2 separate regions of the Sus scrofa genome follow, and region 1 is linked to region 2. A link is a contact called in public Hi-C data. All regions are on one chromosome and are shown on one strand. The core of a region is the stretch at or near the end of the contact, and the rest is flanking DNA. Distances in the headings are between cores, read along the strand shown.

Region 1 (2,817 bases), core at 33-2,532, 510 kb before region 2:
GAAACTGGGCTTGTAGATTTTCAAAGCTGGATGTGTGTTAGAGGTTTGAGGCCGAGGCTGACAGCATTGCCTGTATTTAGACAATTAAGTGTTCGTCAAAATAGCACTTTAGAGCGAGACAGAGGACACAAAAGAAAAAGCATATGTTCTCCCAAACTAGTCTCTTACTTTAAACGTGTGATTACTCTACTATCGTACATTTATGAGGTCGCTTTGATTTGCCTTCAGCATTATCACAAGGTCAACTCTCGAATCCCATTCTCTAGGCGAGACATTAACTGCTTGGTAAATCAAGGGCCAGGAGGAGTTTGTACATATGCATTCTACAGGAAACGTGGTTGCTGAGAGCCATTTTAAGAAGCTGTGGCTCCAGTTCAAAATGAGGTTCCTAGTGGGGATGTGTGAATGATGCTTCCAGGTGAAGTGATTTATGACATGACACGTGAACTTGTTAACAGTCTAACGCAAAAATGCAAAACTCCCTGGACACCCAGCCCTTCGCTGGGGTGCGAATGGGTTCTTCTCCTTCCAATCAGCAGAAGCTGATGTCAGAGGATATGAGTGAATGGACTATGTTTGCCCTAAGCTGCTCGCAAAGAAAACACCTACTTTCACAAAGGAAGTAGGAGCATTAACGATCCCGCTAGCTGGTCCAGATGATCTGACCTGTTACTTTACTGGGATGGAAAAAAGTTTAACCCGTTACATTTTTTGGAAGCAGAGATGTCAGAGATGTTACTCTGAAAAGACGGTAAAAAAACTGAAAACCATAGGCAGAGCACTCGTTTGCTCTGCACAGGCAGGAGGTAATACTATGAATCCATCTGTGGCCCCATGAGTTTCTATTCTGAAACGTTTTGCTGTCTTCAAGGGCTGGGCTGGGATGCCAGTCTGTGTGCACAGGCTGCCAAAATCCTGAGTGAGGCACGGGCGCTACCATCAAAGGGGAGAGGTCGGCATGGCAGCTTGCCTGCAAAGCGCCCTCTACAAAGGATGAACTTGGAAGAGACCGGCTCACATCAAAAGTCACTGCGTGTTTTACATTCCCCCAGTGCCCAGGGTCATTTTACCTTCCATTGGCAGCTCCTCTCAGTCAAGCTAACTCCCAGGTCTTGAAGGAAAACTCCCTCCTTCTTTACCCCTCCCAAAGCCCCTCTCCAGTCCCATCCCAGTGAAAAGAAACACCTCACAACCAGAAGACGAGGGGCAAATGGAGCTGCACGCCTAAGGGAGAGGCTTCCCTGGGACAGGAGCCTGTGGCCGTGTGTTGCCCTGCTTGGGAAAGTGCAGCCCGGGGGTGGCTCCATGACAACATTCCACCCCCTCAGCCTTTCCCAAGGTCTCAGTTGAGAAAACGTATTTTTTTCCTTTTGCCTTTTTTTTTTTTTTTTTTTTTGGGTTCTTATCAGTTCAAACAAGAACAATGAATTCCTCAAGCCCACAAAAATGTGACAAGGTGTCAACAAAGCCGACCAGGAAGATGATGTATGGCCCATGGGCTGCTGCTCCCATAAATCACAAACCAGAGCTGGCAAAGAATGAACCTTGTGAGCAAAGTGCAAAGGGCCAGCTCCCTGCATCCTCCAACAAGCACCCCACACCCCGCCTCTCCCAGAGCCCTCTCTGGGGCACACCTGTCACCCTGCACCAACAAACCGGCTTGCTTCAAGGCTAAGGGCCTTTCCTCCCGAGGCAAATACTGCTCATACATGGGGGAGCACTGTATCATTTATTGTGCTGTAGAGACACGTGTTGACATGGCTTTGTTGAAGGCTGTCTGGAAAATTCTACGAGAAACCCTCATTTCAAAGGTTTGTAAACGGCAGAAGTATTTGCTCTTTGGTCCAAATTTGATTTAGAAAGTTTGGGCTTCGGTGGTGAAAGGATTTTTTGGTTTTCAAAAACTGGATGCCAGAAATGGTTTTGCCTGCTTTATAAATGATACAAAAGAGGAACAGAGAATGACCAACTCAGCATCGCTTTCTGGGTTCCTAGGATGTGGCTTTCTTGAAAGAAAAACTGGATGTATAGTTGTGCACATACCACAATTAGGAGCGAGATGAGACTATTTAACATTGCCTTATACAAAGTAACTTATTGGCAAATACAGAATTACCACATAAGATTTTTCCATCACTGTTTTAACATTTCAAACTGTTTTATACTTGACATCATGATTTGGGGGTAAGTGGATGATGTAAACTCCCCGTGTAAACTCCCCTGAAAATATTTAAATACAAATTTTGCAGAAATTAGAATCCATTCTAAGAAAAGCATAATACGGAACTTCTGTTGTTTTTTTTTTTAATGTCTTAAATATATATTTAACTAACAGACCAGATCAGCTAAAGGAAATCATTTATAAAGATGTATTAAAATGTAGACCAATCTGTAGCTGCTGCATTCTTATATAATAAGTAGTTTAGGGGGAAAAGAAAAACTGTCCAAAGAAACAGTGTTAATGACAAACAAGAAAGAACAATAAAAGAGAATAAAACCCACCGAAGCCCATGCTAACAGAGGCCAGGGTGAGCCAAGTTGAATGTAGTTCTACTGCTTCCATCCAGCCACTTTTTAAAAATCAAAGAGTTTCAAACTAAACAGAATGGCAAGGATGAGCTCATTCTCTACTGACCAACCTCATCTTCTTAATGACAGTAAAAAAAATTCAAAGGAAAAGCAAATTTTAAGAAAGTAACCTCCATCACATTGGTAATACACTCAGAGAGTTGACTTCTGATTGATATAAGCTTTGATATTAAAAAAAACCAAATATATGAAAATTTAAGTAAAGAATTTTCTGCAGTACAGTATGAT
Region 2 (2,700 bases), core at 164-2,663:
AATCTGTGAACACAGTTTGCAAGAGGTTGAGAAAAGAGACAAAGTTTAAAACAGTTGAAAGGAATTAGCATTTACTGGGTTTGTACAAAGTGACAAGAACTGTCTGGGGCCAAATATACAGATATTATGTCATTTAATTCTTACAATAAACTGAGGAGATAGGTTTTATCTCCCTATCCATGTGTGAAGAAGCCAAATCTCAAAGGTCCAAGGACACAGAGCGAATAGCTAGTGAAAGAAGGGTTAGACAACCTTCTTCTATCTCACTATGAAGCTACGCTCTCTCCTCCCAACACGCGGCCTTCTTCCAGCAATTATTTGCACATCTCCCTCCCTGGAGAAGACTGCAACATATTGTAAGATGAAGAGATTTCTTTTATTAGAGTTTCACGTTTTAAAAAAATAAAGAGCCAAATAACCTAAGGACAACTAGGAGGCTTCGCTTTAGAAACAGTGATAAGTTTAAAGAAGGCATATCGACTATGCATTTTCATTTGATCTTATTCCTTATAATTTCTACATCAATCTGAAAACAACCCACACATCCCAGCCTTAAAAAATGGTAAAAGTATTTTTTAAAGCTTTTGGAAATGAATCATGTGGAAGAATTTCAAAATTGTGTAAATGTTAAACTTTAAAGAAAAGTTCAGTTAGAATTTTTTTTTTTTAAGTTTTGGACAATCTTTCAGTTGGTAAAGATTAACTTCAAATGAAGGTGGAAAATACTAGGTTATTATTCACCTCCAATACTTTATTTAAAATTAGCCTTATAAGTGACCTTAACCACTAAATGTCCAAAAATGGATATAAAATTAATGTCTCATTCATTTCCTGACCCTCATCCCACTTGCCTCCCCCCAAATAAAAGTCTGTTCCTAGTCTCTTCTGACCTCCACAAAGAACAAACACATAATCAACAGTAATATATTTTACCAAATCACTCTGCAGTGTATCTGACAGAAATCTGCTTGTACTAACATGCCTAAACACTGACTTCTCCAAACTAAACTCACTACAAAACTAAAACATTTTTCTGTTACCAACTGGAGACAAAAGGGAGGAAGAGGGAAGGTAAGTATCATAATGCACAGCCTGAAAGAACCATTAAACATAAATAAACATGTCATTTTCACGAGTGACTGCAGAGCAGAGAAAAGAGAGCATTCCTTTGGAGCAGACTACTGACTAATAAAAGATCAAAGGTCTATACCTCACAACACTATAAATAAAAATGTATTTTTTTCCTTGTGACCTTCTCTATGAGGAATAAAGTGTGCACGGTAAATGTAATTACTTAGCAAAGCTGCAGCCTCATTGTGCTCCCGCAGCTGACCATAAAATGTCTTCCTATTCTGTTTCATCAACTGCTGTACCAGGCGGCCTGTGCGCCTACCAATGGCCAAGGCCATCTGGCTTGTGTCAAAGCCAGCGCACAGGAAGAAAGGGAGTGATGTCACTCTGCAGGTCAGGCAAAGAACAAAGCTGCATTCTACAATTAAAAGCTGAGGGCCTCAAATACCAGGGGCCCTCCAGCATGATAAGACGGCATGATTTAATGTTCCAACTGTAGTGCATTTATTTCTACCCAAATAGCCAGGGCTCCATCTAGTGGCAAATTAGTTTTGCCCAGTTTTCTTTAAATGCACTCAGCTACATTAGCACCAACAAAGTAGAGTAATAAAGTGACTACTTTAGAGCATTTAGCCTTTTTACACTGAAGAATGCAAAAAGTATGATTTGTCACAGTGTTCTCCATTGCCAAATCTCACAAAGCATGCATTTCATAGGTTAGGATTTGACATACTCCTAATTATTTTAATGCTTGCAGAAAAAGCAGCTAATTTTGCAAAATTGTTACATGCATAATGTAACATTTTATAACATTACTTACATGCTACCCTGAAAATACGCAGCTGAGATGGAAAGTGAAAAACCGTTCTAAAGAATGGAACACATGCATCTGAATGCCTTGGTGAAATCAAACTCATAATATTATACTCTTACAAAAGGATCATAGTTAATATGATTCTAACATGTGACACTAGGAGCAACTCTTCTCTAGAACAGAAAAAGGAATAGTTTTATGTTGAAATGATTTAACGAATTTAATTTTTAACTTAACATTTTCCGCTTGGTTTATGGTTGCAGTAAATGAAATAAAATACTTTGACAAACTAATCTAAAATGCAAAATGCATGTGGATGAAAGATAGGACATCCAATGGATGTGTGTAATCTATGAGATCAGACTGCCTGGGTTTGAAACTTGCCCCTGCCCCTAAGGAGTTGTGTTACTTTGGCAAAGTTGCTTGCCCTCTCATGGCCTCAGTTTCCTCAACTCTAAAGTAACAGTTAGAAGCTCCTGTCATGGCACAGCGGAAATGAATCTGACTAGGAACCATGAGGTTGCGGGTTTGATCCCTGGCCTCACTCAGTGGGTTAAGGATCCGGCATTGCTGTGAGCTGCGGTGTAGGTCACAGACATGGCTTGGATCTGGCATTGCTGTGGCTGTGGCGTAGGCCAGCAGTTGTACCTCTGATTAGACTCCTACCTAGCCTGGGAACCACCATATGCTGCAGGTATGGCCCTAAAAATCAAAAAAAAAGAAAGAAAGAAATTAATTAACTAAGTTCAACTAGTCAAAGGCACTTGGAACAACTCCTGGCACATAATATATGCTCCTAAACATTAGCTCTTCTT

Evidence for each region. Hi-C and Micro-C count contacts between places; a contact is called where the count stands out from the background.
Region 1: a Hi-C map of embryonic fibroblasts shows a contact between it and region 2, with 5 times the contacts expected there. A contact is called at or near these places in 4 of 47 Hi-C or Micro-C datasets (embryonic fibroblasts, fetal heart ventricle, heart right ventricle and 1 more).

What each region holds. Positions count from the first base shown.
Region 1 is chr5:30,243,631-30,246,447 of Sscrofa11.1, reverse strand. The region is part of intron 3 of HMGA2 (high mobility group protein HMGI-C); the gene reads right to left. The region is part of intron 1 of LOC106507220 (a long non-coding RNA gene); the gene reads left to right. Among named protein-coding and RNA genes, the nearest start is that of HMGA2, 57 kb to the right of the region's middle.
Region 2 is chr5:29,729,099-29,731,798 of Sscrofa11.1, reverse strand. The region is part of intron 1 of MSRB3 (methionine-R-sulfoxide reductase B3); the gene reads right to left. Among named protein-coding and RNA genes, the nearest start is that of MSRB3, 35 kb to the right of the region's middle.